Regions from separate parts of the Mus musculus genome. Here all the other regions are linked to region 1. A link is a contact called in public Hi-C data. All regions are on one chromosome and are shown on one strand. The core of a region is the stretch at or near the end of the contact, and the rest is flanking DNA. Distances in the headings are between cores, read along the strand shown. Region 1 overlaps Tcf7l2 (transcription factor 7 like 2, T cell specific, HMG box). Region 2 overlaps Vti1a (vesicle transport through interaction with t-SNAREs 1A). Region 3 has its middle 25 kb from the start of Gm32028. Region 4 has its middle 21 kb from the start of Gm31965.

Region 1 (3,103 bases), core at 152-2,651:
GCATGGCTGGTAGCAGCAGCCAGCAGAGGGTAGCGGATTCCCTGGGTCTAAAGTTTCACAGTTGTGAGCTGCCACATGGGTGCTGGGAATCCAGTCAGCCAGTGCTCTTAACCACTGAGCTGATAAATAGTTCTTGCTAGTGGGGGGCTTCACACGTGGCACATACACACACTCACACACATATACACATATATTCACACACACATACACTCACATTCACACACACATACACTCAGAGAGAGAGAGTCACATACATATACTCACAGAGAGACACAGAGAGAGAGAGAGAGAGAGAGAGAGAGAGAGAAAGAGAGAGAATATAATTTCAGAAAGGATTCAAGTTCCTTAAAGCTGTCTGTAAGTAGCTTTATTTTATAAGAAAGATAAAAGGAAAAATTATAGTATTATTTCATTTGGGCAATAACCACTTGAGAGAGATCATTTTATTGAACCAGTTTTATAGACGAGGAAACAGAAATTGGGGTGCCAGCTCGAGCTGAGGTACGGTCCCACACTGTATAGCCAGGGCTGACAGACAGGTCTGCCTGGCTCAGGTCCAGCTCACAGTCACCTGCCTCCTTAAGCTCCACATCTCTCTGGGTATATCGTGTGCATCTAGAACAGTTCTCTGCCTTTTTTTTTTTTAACTGCACTGCAAAAACAATGATCAATCTGTAGTTCCCAGCTCACAAAGTCAAGATCAACCTCTACAGAATACGCTTCTACCTTAAGCCTTGCAAAGTACAAGAGTAATTCATCTCTCAAGATGTTTTGGAGAAAGAATTCAACGTGTGTCTTTACCCACCAATCTCTCCAAGCCCAGGAGCAAAGCCACAGACATGAAACAGGCTGGACTTGTTCACCTCCGGGTATTAAATCACATCCAACTAGAAATCTACAAACCAGGAACTTTGCGTTGCCCAAGAAAAGGAAGCAGCGGGAGGCAGAGCGACCATCTCAGCAAAGTTCTCAAAATGACACTTCCTCAAAACCTTCCAGGGGAGTATAGAGGCCAGAAGGAAGGGGGGGGGGGTACATCATCTTAAGACACAGCCTGAGCAGTTTTTTTCAACCGAGTGCTACAACAGCAGTGACTTATAAGTGTGCAGGCCGATTATAGCTTTACTTTCAAAAGAGCTTTGATTGATCTTTTTTGATAGACCTGAAATAAATTAAACTAGATTGACTCACTTGAGAATGGACTCTAATCCCTTAGTCAGATCCCGGAGAACTCAAACCAAACCAGCTGTTAATTTAGGCTTTATAAGATAAAGCATGAGAAATCCAAGTTGATGTACCCCAGAGCAAAGCTGACATCATTTCTGTGAGCGATTGGTCCTCTGCTTTCAGGAACTAATCAGTTCTTGGGTGAGTGGGTGCCAAGCCAGCGCTCTCAAATGAAAGCAGCTCAGAGAAAGAAGGGAGGAAAGGAGAGAGGAAGGCAGAGCCTACTCCCAGGAGCAATTGCAGATCTGGCCAACGCATTTCCATTTTGCTTGCTTTGAGTCATCCACCTCCTTATCCACAAACAGCTGAGGGCTCGACCAGAGCCCATATACCCACAAAACAGATGAGAAGGAGCAGCCACACTCTCACTGTTTCTAAAAATGGGTGGGGAGGCAGAATTACCCAGAAAACTATCCCCCACTGCTGCCTTAGTCCTTCATCTTTGAAGATCACACTGTCGCCTTTATCTGGGCTTCAGGGTGCCTTTGATTTGAATATAGGAATTTCAAGGCTTTCAAGTGGCAATGCAGAAGCTGCCATGGCACTAATAGAGTTAACAAGACAGACAGACAGATGGCACACACACTCACACACACACACACACACACACACACACACACACACACACACACACACACAAGCATGCACACGCAAATGCACACGCACACACACCTTGCATGCTGAACTCCAGACAGATCACTAACAGACAACCTTCCCAACTTATGCCAGCGTTTTTTCTGAAGTGATTAATGCCCTCAACATAGGCCTACATCAGGAGGCATTCGCTCCCGAGGGTCACCCCCACCTCCAAACCCCCACTCCTAGCCTCAGCCCACAGAGCTCCAACACTGCACACAGCAAAGCCGACAGTGTCTTGCTTCTAAACAGTGCTTCATAGAACACTCTGTTTACTGACTATAAGGGGATCAAGAATTGAAATCCAATTTAAGGAATTATGGTGCCTTCAGACTGTTTTCCCTCAACGATGAAACAAGACAGGCATGTTGTTCCTGGAATTTAGCCAGAAGAAACTGATCCTCGTAGTAATACAAGAGAAAGAAGAAAGAGATCGATGTATGTGTTTACACATACATACTGGCTCCAACGGGAGTTAAATTCGTAGTAATAAGTGAATTTGCTTCATTCAATAGAATGAGTCTGAAGTTTAATTCAAAGCCCTGTTTTGAAATCTGTTTATTTGGGCAGAATTCACCCCTGATGGCTCTGAGAAGCAGAAGAAAGGTACCCATAAAAGATGGAGTGAGAAGACATAGGAAAGTCCACTATATAGTCTATCTACTTTGCGAAAGGAAGAATGAGCCAAGGAACCCAAGCTGCTCTGTGACCCGGAGTACAGTGCTGCTCCCTGCAGACAACAGTAACCACTGTTGCTTGGTGCTGGCCCCTACATCCAGGATGCTTGAATGCTGTCTCATTTAACCCTAAATGAAACTGCACTATGGCTAAACTCATCCACAGAGCAGTGAAGTATCTAACTGGCTGTGAGCTGCAGTCAGTAGAGGGCTCTGGTCACATCCCTCCTTTCCACAACAAAAGACTTTCACTTTCATGGTTCTGAGATCAAACCCAGGTCCTTCCATATATATGTAGAACAGGTACTAGCCCAATGAGCTACACTTGTAGGCCCACAGGAAAGCTTTTAAAGCCACAAGAATGTTCTTCTGGCTTCTCATTGGCTCTGCTACTACACACATCCTATAGAGGCATTTCACGGCTGAGTAAGGGAGAATCAGCCAGCCAGCCACAGCCAGGTCATGGGAGGCTCAGCTCCTTGCCTTATCCATCCATAATTAATTCTTCTGCAGCCATTATACATAAAATGAGGTTCTCCCCAGAGGAAAATACCTGGTCTCAC
Region 2 (3,103 bases), core at 432-2,931, 430 kb after region 1:
AAGAATCAAGGTGAATGAAGACCTAAGAAAATCTATCATGACAGGAAAGAGAATTAGAAACGACTCCACAAAGGAGGTGAATAATGGTCTAGGGATTGTGAAAATGGAGACATATCAATATGAGATTAATAGATTAAGTTGAGCCAAAGGTTCCAAAGCATACTAATTATCTAAACGAATGCAGAGCAGTGCCAAAGCTACAGGAAAACTACCAGCAACCTTGAAAGACCAAGCACTCCACTGTCGGCACTGTTAGGCATGGAGCTCGCTGCCCTTACAGAGCATGGAGATTGGCCCTGCATCTGAGCTGAAGACACAGAGGGACAGTGAAGTGCCCAGCAGCACTCAGCTGATTCACAGCCAGAACGCCAGTGTCCGTCCACAGTGTCACACTGCCTCTCGTGGCTCACGGCTTGTATGAAATAAACACAGGCTGGTTAAGGGTTATCTTTCAACTCTATAGCCTGGCTCTAAGAGAGTCATAGATAGATGCTACAGAGAGGGAGGACTTCATACTTTAAAGCCCACTAAGAAACATCCGGAATATCCACGGTCCTTCTTCTGCTGGTCACAACTGCAGGCAAAGGTTGCCTGCTGGCAGAGACTTGGGTATTGGTAAACACTGCACACGGCACAGCACAGCACCGCCCTCCAGAAAGAACGGTCGACTCAAAGTCTCAACAGGCCTGAGGTTGAGGAGCTAAACTCAAGAGAATGTCTATTACTACAGGTGAGAGAGAGAGAGAGAGAGAGAGAGAGAGAGATCAATCGATCATGCCTCTTTCTGCCCTGAAAGAGAACCATCCTAGACCTACCAAAGCATTAGGCACCCAGGCAGGAATGCATTCAATATCCAGTTTACAGGACAGAGTACAAGCCAACAGCTGAGCTAGCCTTCCCCACCAGGTAGGTCTGACTGTCCATCTGCACGTGACAGTGGTGCTGAGGGAGACTGAGTCTTTATACCTTTTTTTTTTTTTTTGAGAACTGATAAAATTCTTTAGGCAAATTTGTACCTAATGACAACACCCATCCATACTTGGAGAAAATTCTTAAAGCTGCATGGATCCCATGAGGCCCAGGAAACATGAGCTAGAGCAAGAGCAGGCAGGCTGCCAAACATACACCGACACACCGGCACCCCAGGCTGGGGTTATGGCATGCTCACTCTATGAACGCTATCCTCTTCTCTAAGGCCCCTGCACAGAGTCCTACTGTGTTCCTCAATTCTCCCACCTATGATTGGCACCTCTTGCCACTTGCCTGTAACAGTTGCCGGGCCCCATTCATGACAGAACTGGAAAAGACAAAATGTCTTGATTTGCTGGCTGGGTAAGGAGGATGCAGAAGGACGCTACACTTTAGTTCAGAATTTGAGATGTTACCTATGGAAAGAGGTTTTGCAGAGACAGTGTGAAAAGCAAATCCAGTTTCCAAAGACCCCATCCAGAGCACCAGGCAGCCAGCTTCTAGCAGCCTTGTGCTCAGGAAGATGCTCTGAGATGCAGGGCACACTTCTGACTATGCTATATTTATAAACTGCTCAGGGAGAAAAGTCAACTTTTAATGCAAAGAGAATATCCTTGGATGGATTTGGTCTTGGAAATTTCTCTATGAAAATGCCACACCACGGTGTATTTTAACATCAGTGTGAGCCACACTGCCATCTATGGCCACTTCCCACTTCACTTCAGTCAGAAAGCCCGGCTTTGCTTTCTGACAGTTTCTGAACACTGCCAGAAGACAGGAAACCCTTTCAGGTAGGAAATATACTAGCAATGATCCCCACACCCCCAAGTGTGTCTTTCTGACTTTCTACATACTTCTGTAGGATCTACCTCAGGGTATAACAAACAACTCAAAAGCGGTCAGTTTAAAGATAAAGAATTCTTGGAAATGATAAGACTTTCTAGAAAATATCTCTATGACAACAAAGTAAGGAAAACACTTAAATGAATATAGTATGTTTCCAAATTAGGAAAATTATTAATGTGTTATCAAACTAAAAACAGCATTTGTTTAAGACACATGATACTATTTCTTTCCAACCTGAGTATTGTGGACTAAATTCTACTCAGAAATAGTTTAAAATTTTTCAGTTTAAAATTTTAACTACTCTGTCAATGATTTCTCAACTTTCGTGGTAAGACACATTTGGGGACCCTTTCACAGGGGTCTCCTAAGACCAATGGAAAACACAGATATTTACATGACGATTCAATACAGTAATTACAGATATGAAATATCATCGAAAACCACTGCATGGAGAACTGTATTGAAGGGCTACAGTGTTGAAAAGATTGAGAATCTGATGATTTAAATTGCTATCCTAAGCTCTGGGTAGTGTAAAGTTAAAGATGTTCTGACCTGGCTACACAGAGGACTTTCAGTTGTTCCCTAAAGAAGAAGCAAGCAAGCATCCAGCAATTCTGCTGCTGGCTTGTAGGTAACGTTCCCCACGCCGGTGCACAGCATCATCATTTGGAACCAAGTGGATTTTCCCTTTCTTTCTATTCCAAATTCACTCGGCTTTCTGCCAAGAGAAAACAGACACAGGAGGCAAAGAGCAATTCTGTTAAGATCAATGAAGATGTTGGCCATAACGGAATCCCATTTATCCATCACATCCGTACTTCTGTTTCTCTGATTAGAGATTACTAGCAATTTCTTTACAATTCTTTTACAAAATTAAGTTACAATCCATCTTTCAAGACTTCACAGAGTAGAAAAAAAGTGTGTGCACTGTATGTGTTCTCATGCATGCACCTGTGTATAGTATACATTATTTGTCCTGAATCCAGAAATAGCACAAGCATATGTACATATACAGAGAGTCCTGTGTTTCCTTTAAGAAAATGTAAGCCTGGCCCGATGCATTTGAAATAGCAGCTTTTAAAATGCAGTGTTCACATGAAGACACTATAGTGCACTGACTCTGGGTTCCAGGTCAAAGCCACAGTCAGTACTAGCTAAGAACTCACAGCTTGCCTTTGTTTTATCCAAAGCTCAACTGAGAATTTAAAATATTCACTTTGCCACCTAGAGAGAAAAATTATATATGCATATCTTCTTTGTTTCCTCCAACTAAAGATTATCATAAAAC
Region 3 (3,103 bases), core at 384-2,883, 430 kb before region 1:
GGACTAACAGGCACTCGGGGATAGGGAGGGGCCAAGCTTCCCATAGATGCAGTTTAGAGACCCTGCATCCTCGGCCTCCTTCCTTCCGTTGCTGAAGGAGCAGGAAAGTGTCTTTGGACCTGGCTATGAGCGTTTCTGTGAGCGTGACTCACAAATAACTAGTTCTACTCTTCCTCCTTCTGCTGTGAATACTGACTCTTAGCAAATCCCGCCCTCCTGAAGCACATAGCCAAATGAAGTCCAGAGACAGGAAGTGACTGTTTCAAACTCGTACCAGAATTACTTATCTGAACCAAGTCCATTGTACCAGCCAAGACAGACTAAGTCGTGCTAACGAAACAACAGCTTCCCAGTGCGGGAACACACCCTAAGAAACATAACGCTTTTTCTCGGTTTTTATTTGTGGACATACTCCAAGTCCATCCCATATTGGTAGCGGGAATCATGGAGCCAAGTAGACTGATGGAGCTACCATCATATCAAATAGTCCGAATTTCAAACAGCCGAGGAAAGAATTTCGGATGTCTAGCTTCAGATGTGAAAGGCACATGGGTCATTTCTGCGCAAAGTCATTGGTCAATCTAACCACAACCGGAGTGGGAGGAGCTGTGTCTGGAGGAGGGTGTTCATTCTCTTTACTCCTGTCCTCTAGTACTAGCTGCTTCATTCTATCTTCCGGAAGGATGTTCCGTAACCCACAGCCGGCTTTCCTGGAAGATGTAGTGTTCTTCCTGGGGATATGGGGATGGGAGAAACAGACAGCCTATATAAACTCCAGAGCTAACCACAGGAAGCCCCGGACCAGCTACATGTGCGCTGTGGACCCCGCTCTGACACTCGGGACCGGGCACCCTTTTGAGTTTCTCCCTTTTTGAGCTATGGGCCCAGCAGGCCTGGGGCAATGTTTCAGGAGAGGTCTCTAATTTTTGTATCTAGCATCTGCTTCATGCCTAAAGAAGTAGAGTTCTTGGACCCTGCTGTTGACCCCCGGGGGAAACTAAGTAAGCAGTTTGATACCCCATTTTTCTTAGTCCCAGGCTCTCTTTTGTGTTACATAACTGTGGTTGTCAGGTTCAATCTGATTATTTCGCTGGGTAGACTAGCAAGCGTTTGGATGAATTGTCCCTTGCCCCTAAGCTCAAATGCTCATATTTTCAGTTCAGTGCGCAGAAGGCCCTCACAGGGTCCAATCTGGGTTTCTTTTTCCTTTTCTTTTTCTCCCTCCTTCCTATTCTTTCCCTCCAGTAATATTCACAGCATTTCCCATTCTCTTTTGGAAGCAGTCTCAGTCTGTAGCCCAGGCTGGCCTCGGACTGGCGCCAGTCCTCTTGCTTCAGCAGCATTCATGCTGGGATTACAGATGACACAATCACGTCCGGCTTTCCAGTTTTCTGTTTCTGTCATAATTTATCATCCTGTTTCCCAACCCCTTCCTTTAGAGACCTGGTCCCTGTGGATCTATAACTTCTAGGAGAGCTGGGGAGTGGGGGTGGGGGTTGAGACTGTGTGTACCAAGTTCAATTTCCACACCTTGATGGTTTTACCCAAGGCAGCCTCCATGGGCGGGCAGAGCAGGAGTGGGTGGGCAGACCTGCTCATTCATGGCTCTGTGATTGCGAGTGTGCAACCCTGCAGCCCTGAGTCACACTGACAGATCGCCTGTCTGGACTTTGTTTATTTAGAATGCTGCAGACACCCAGAGGCTGAGGATGAACAAGCATCCGAATGTTATGTTGTCACAATGCAGTCTCCTTGGGCATATCAAGTGCCAGCTCCATCTAGAAACCCAAGGGACCACAATCTGGACTCCCTAACCAACAGGTACAATCATTTCAGATCAATATTTTAGTGTGGTATTATCCAGTTTGTGATCAAAGCTTTCAGAGGCTGAGAGGAATTCTCATGTCCAATCTGGAATTCTTAGAGCCTCAAGTCCTCATCAGGACAGGCTGATCTGTAGGCATGTTTGGGTTCTGTTGCTTTTTTCCTGAGCTGGGTCCAAGATGTTGCCCTAGATGTGAGAGCCTCTCCTTGGCAGACTTTGACAGAGCATGCTGTCAGAAGAGTCCTAAGAATTAAAAGAGGGTTTTCTTGTGTTCTTTTCAGGAAATAAATGTAAAAGATTCAAAACTGTGTTCACACAAATTTTCCTCTGCTGATGTCCAGCTGGGGAAAGATGGGAGAGGAACAGAGAGAGAGAGAGAGAGAGAGAGAGAGAGAGAGAGAGAGAGAGAGAGAGAGAGAGAGAGAGACCTGGGCTTGATTTGCTAAAGGATGGAGCTGGGGACCACCTTGCTCTGGCCTGGAGGTGCCACAAGATGGCAGCATTTCTGAATCTTCTCAGTGCTCAGGGGGCCAGCCTGCAGGGCACAGGGCTGCCTTGGCCTGACCTGTCTTCCCTGCATTAAGAAGTATTAAGAGGTCCAACCAGAACATCTGCTTGAAGGGCTGGATATCCACAGTCCAGCTCTCTCAACAACATCAACTCAGTGGCCATGTGGACCCTACATTGGATTGACTTAGTTTTTTAAAGAAACTGCCTTTTGGCCAGCTGTTGTACAAAGCTAAGGAACTCTGGGGTGCATTAGGAAGCACAGCCTTTGAGCCTCAGTCTGGGCACTGAGGGCTCCATCAACTGTCTGGCATCAAGGCCAGAAGCCCTGCTCTTCCAACCTCCAACACCAGGATCTAACAGCCTAACAGGCAGTTTTGTCAAGGCAACCCTTCTTGGTGTGTATCCTGGACAGCTTACTCACTTACTCGCTTGTAAATCAACATTCATTTGGCAACTTTTGAGCCAGAGTCTCCAGGGAAACAGAGTAAAGCTCTTCCATCATGGAATCTGCATCTCGGATGTGCCGCTGGAGGCCAAGTTCATGAAACTTTGTTGCGAAGGGTCTTGTAGGGTGATGACTGGGACTCTAGAAGCCTCCATCACCTTCTAGCTGAGCCTCTGCGTCTGTTTTCTGAGATGTTGTGTGTGTTATTGGAAGCAATTAAAGAGCAAATAGGTTATGTGAATTTATCATAGGCTAGATGAGAGCTGTTTCAGGTACAGCTATGCAGCCTCCCAACACCAGAGGGCGCTGTTTACATAACTGCT
Region 4 (3,103 bases), core at 228-2,727, 360 kb before region 1:
GTTCTGGGAAGCCTTCCCTCTACATGTGACTTCTTAGCTGGGAACTGGAAGATGAGGAGACAGGCTGATGAGGTGAGAGGGCTGGGGAGGAGGCTCCGTGGATTTGGGCTGAGCACACAGGCAGGCTCTGAAGAATACAATACTTAGTTCCCAAGGATAGGAGAGGAGGCCCAGCCTTCAGGAGCCTCAGAGCCTCGAGGGCAGGCATAGGATGGGGCCAAGTCACGTGATGTCTTAAAGAGTGTGGGATTTTAAACTTTTCCCTGAGAACAGTTCAAAGTTCTGGAGAGATTTCTCCTAATGGGCTTATTCCACTTTGCCCCACTGGGTCCAAACTCAATTCCTGGCAATTAATGGGCACCTTGTGATCAGCTTCATAGCAGAACCAAGCCACCCCAGAGAAGATCCTCTAAGCAAGGTGACATATGTCGCCTCTTCCCCGCTCTCTTTGTCTTTTGCTATCTAGTATAGAACATAAAATCTACCCAGGGAACTGTGGCAAGGAAGGCAAACTAAGTTAACTCTTCCGGCCTCACAGTCTTGCCCTGAGCTTCAAAATGGACATTGGATACCGCCACCCTGACCAGTGAGACAAGCAAATTAAAACTGGTGGGTCAGGAGTGGCTGGGGGTTTGCCAAGGACCCCCTGGCAGGTCCCAGGTACTCTGAGCATCATGCTTTGGCCGGTAGTCAAGGAAGGATCCCCCCAATCTCCTGTCTAAAATATGTATTTATAGGTTTAATTATGTGAATTCACTTGCCCTTTGCTCAAAGAAAGTAGATACAGGGGCATTTTAATGCTCCACAGAAATGAAACTGTGTTGAAGCCAGCCTGACCTCAGACCGAATGTCAGAGCCGTTGGATTTTTTCAGCAGAAACATAATACTTTTTATAGAATGGGAAGTCAATTGAGAAATCATAAAAAAAAAAAAAAAAAAAAGTAGAGTTGGGAAGGGCTTTGTGCTCACCAGGGTTAGGTCCCTAGAGCCACTGTAGCCTTGTTCCCTGTGGGGAAGGGTCTAATGTTTTGTCCACTTAAGTTTTAAATATCTCAACCAATGGCTCATTCCTGGGAATACCTCTCCCGGGGCGCTAGATCTGGCCCTGCCTGTCAAGGCCCCTTCCTTGCTCCTCCATCTCACTCAGCTCAATGATATAGACAGGCATCTGCAGCGTTTGAAGCAAAAAAAGCCTTGCCTTTCTTTCCCTTTCATCTCCATTTCTCCTACCTGTGGAAACTTCCAGATCTGGAACGGGGCGGGAAGGAAGAGGCAGAGAAAGGAGGCAAGCTGAATATTTGTTCTGAAAGCGGCCATTACAAGAAGCCAAACCCCAGGCCTGGAGCCGACATTTCAGCTTTGGGAACAGGCAGGATCCATGGAACCTGCCTCACTGAAAGCTCAAGGAACCAGCTCAGAGCGGAGCTGCCTCTCGCCGCAGTAGCTGGGACAGAAGGTGGCAGCACAGCACCAGGCTGTAAGGTCTGCAGTCGTTGGAAGCTGGGGACCATCCTAACCCTTCCGGGCGTCCAGATCCCTCCTCTAGCGTCAAGAGTGTCCTGCTTAGGCTAGGAGTGACCCAAAAATCAGCTTTTAAAAGGCAAACCTCAAACATCCAGAAGTGTTCGAACGTGGTCGATTTTCTATGTAAAAACATCATGTTGCTAGAGTTTAAAAGATTCCAAATGGGGTCATAGGGAGGATCCCAAAGGACTTAAACATATAAAGTTACCCTCTTATCCCATGTAGGTAATTTTTAAATAAATTCAGAATACGTGCATCTTTCTTCCTTTGCGCTCTACAGCACTTCTCCAGCCATCTCTGAATTTCCCTTTGGTGTTCCTGTTTTCATTTGCTGATTTAAAAAAAAAAAAAAAAAAAAAAAAAACTTGTTTGGTAGTGTTTGCATGTAGTCCTTCCAAAGCAGGGATCCACACAGTAAGCACTTCTGACTCAAGAGCTGGACCCCTGCTGGGGAGCCAATTAAATGCACTGCCCACCAGGGAGAGTGTGATATTTTTTATTACTTTCTAATTTCGGGCCCTGAAATGGCTTCAGTGATCAGAACGTTTTTTTCTGCCTTAGAAACCTAAAGGAGCCAGCGAAACGATGCCTTTGATTTGTATTTTATTTATATCGGTCCATACTGGCCAAGTGCACACTAAGGATTTCCCTGGGGCCTCAGAGGGTTGCAGGAGTGGAAAAGCAAGACAAAGAAAAAAAAAAAAAAAAAAAAAAAAAAGCACAAAACTTTCTCACCCAGTCGCCTCTGCAGAGCAGGGAACTGTCAGGAACACTGGGAAAGGCTTTTTTGAGAAGTCGGTGAACTGAGAAAAAATGGATAGAAGAATTGGAACAAAACCATTTCAGTGGATTTAAATCTATTTAAACGACAATAGTAAATCAAAGCCATGCCTCTTTCTCATTACCAGTGGCCCCAGTGGTAGGGCCTCATAAATGCTGGCTAAGAAAGACTTGTGTTCCTTTCTAAATACATTCACAGGAAGCCCCACCCAACCCAAGGTGCAAGGATGCTTGCTTCTAAACTCCTGTTTGTTTTGCGTTTCCTTCTCTTCTAAAAAGCATCAGCTTCCAGCAGAAAAGCTTCGAAGGGGCAAGGAGGAGATCCAAACAGACGCTAATGAGGAAAAGAGAAAGTGAAGTCAAACTCTCCCTGAATGCCTGGATGTTTATTTATTTATCTTTGCAACAAGCAAGGATGCTTTAAAATCTAGAAGCACTCCTGGATAAAGCAAACCAGACCAAGTAGCTCACAAAACACCAGAAGCTCAAATTCTGAGCTGTTCCAAATCCTATTCACCTGCCAATGGGGTCTTGGCTGAAAGTCCTCGTCTTTTGTTTTTTCTTTTGTTTTTGTTTTTCCCTTTTTTCTTTTCCTTTTCTCCCGACTCACTGTTTAGCCAGAAGGTAATTCTGAATGCTTATGGGGGAGGGGGGACATTCCTACTAGCTAGTGCTCCCCTTAAAAACAGGAGCTGTTTCAATTCCCATTAAGCTGCTCTCTATGATGTAAAGTCTTTTAATGAACAGTCAGCTCGCGTTGAGACTATACGTGTCGAACCCTGCTCGCTAACAATTTTCA

The links. A called contact is a pair of places that touch in the nucleus more often than the background predicts.
Region 2: a Hi-C map of the N1E-115 cell line shows a contact between it and region 1, with 6 times the contacts expected there. The contact joins two enhancer-like sites. A contact is called at or near these places in 3 of 484 Hi-C or Micro-C datasets (the G1E-ER4 cell line, the N1E-115 cell line and embryonic fibroblasts).
Region 3: a Hi-C map of the N1E-115 cell line shows a contact between it and region 1, with 4 times the contacts expected there. The contact joins two enhancer-like sites. A contact is called at or near these places in 3 of 484 Hi-C or Micro-C datasets (the AML12 cell line, the N1E-115 cell line and bone marrow-derived macrophages).
Region 4: a Hi-C map of the N1E-115 cell line shows a contact between it and region 1, with 6 times the contacts expected there. The contact joins two enhancer-like sites. A contact is called at or near these places in 1 of 15 datasets of contacts at CTCF or cohesin (the NIH/3T3 cell line), 2 of 484 Hi-C or Micro-C datasets (the N1E-115 cell line and embryonic fibroblasts) and 1 of 115 datasets of contacts at active chromatin or transcription factors (embryonic basal ganglia).

Annotation. Positions count from the first base shown.
Region 1 is chr19:55,772,864-55,775,966 of GRCm38.p6, reverse strand. All of the region lies in intron 4 of Tcf7l2 (transcription factor 7 like 2, T cell specific, HMG box), which reads right to left. Among named protein-coding and RNA genes, the nearest start is that of Gm31734, 31 kb to the right of the region's middle. Within about 2 kb of position 1,401, at least 49 of the 459 cell types and tissues checked have an H3K27ac peak or open chromatin away from gene starts, as enhancers often do. A contact at or near this core is called in the N1E-115 cell line, where this site is marked.
Region 2 is chr19:55,340,144-55,343,246 of GRCm38.p6, reverse strand. All of the region lies in intron 3 of Vti1a (vesicle transport through interaction with t-SNAREs 1A), which reads right to left. Among named protein-coding and RNA genes, the nearest start is that of Vti1a, 26 kb to the right of the region's middle. Within about 2 kb of position 1,681, at least 16 of the 459 cell types and tissues checked have an H3K27ac peak or open chromatin away from gene starts, as enhancers often do. A contact at or near this core is called in the N1E-115 cell line, where this site is marked.
Region 3 is chr19:56,201,186-56,204,288 of GRCm38.p6, reverse strand. No RefSeq gene overlaps it. Among named protein-coding and RNA genes, the nearest start is that of Gm32028, 25 kb to the right of the region's middle. Within about 2 kb of position 1,633, at least 28 of the 459 cell types and tissues checked have an H3K27ac peak or open chromatin away from gene starts, as enhancers often do. A contact at or near this core is called in the N1E-115 cell line, where this site is marked.
Region 4 is chr19:56,132,680-56,135,782 of GRCm38.p6, reverse strand. No RefSeq gene overlaps it. Among named protein-coding and RNA genes, the nearest start is that of Gm31965, 21 kb to the left of the region's middle. Within about 2 kb of position 1,477, at least 44 of the 459 cell types and tissues checked have an H3K27ac peak or open chromatin away from gene starts, as enhancers often do. A contact at or near this core is called in the N1E-115 cell line, where this site is marked.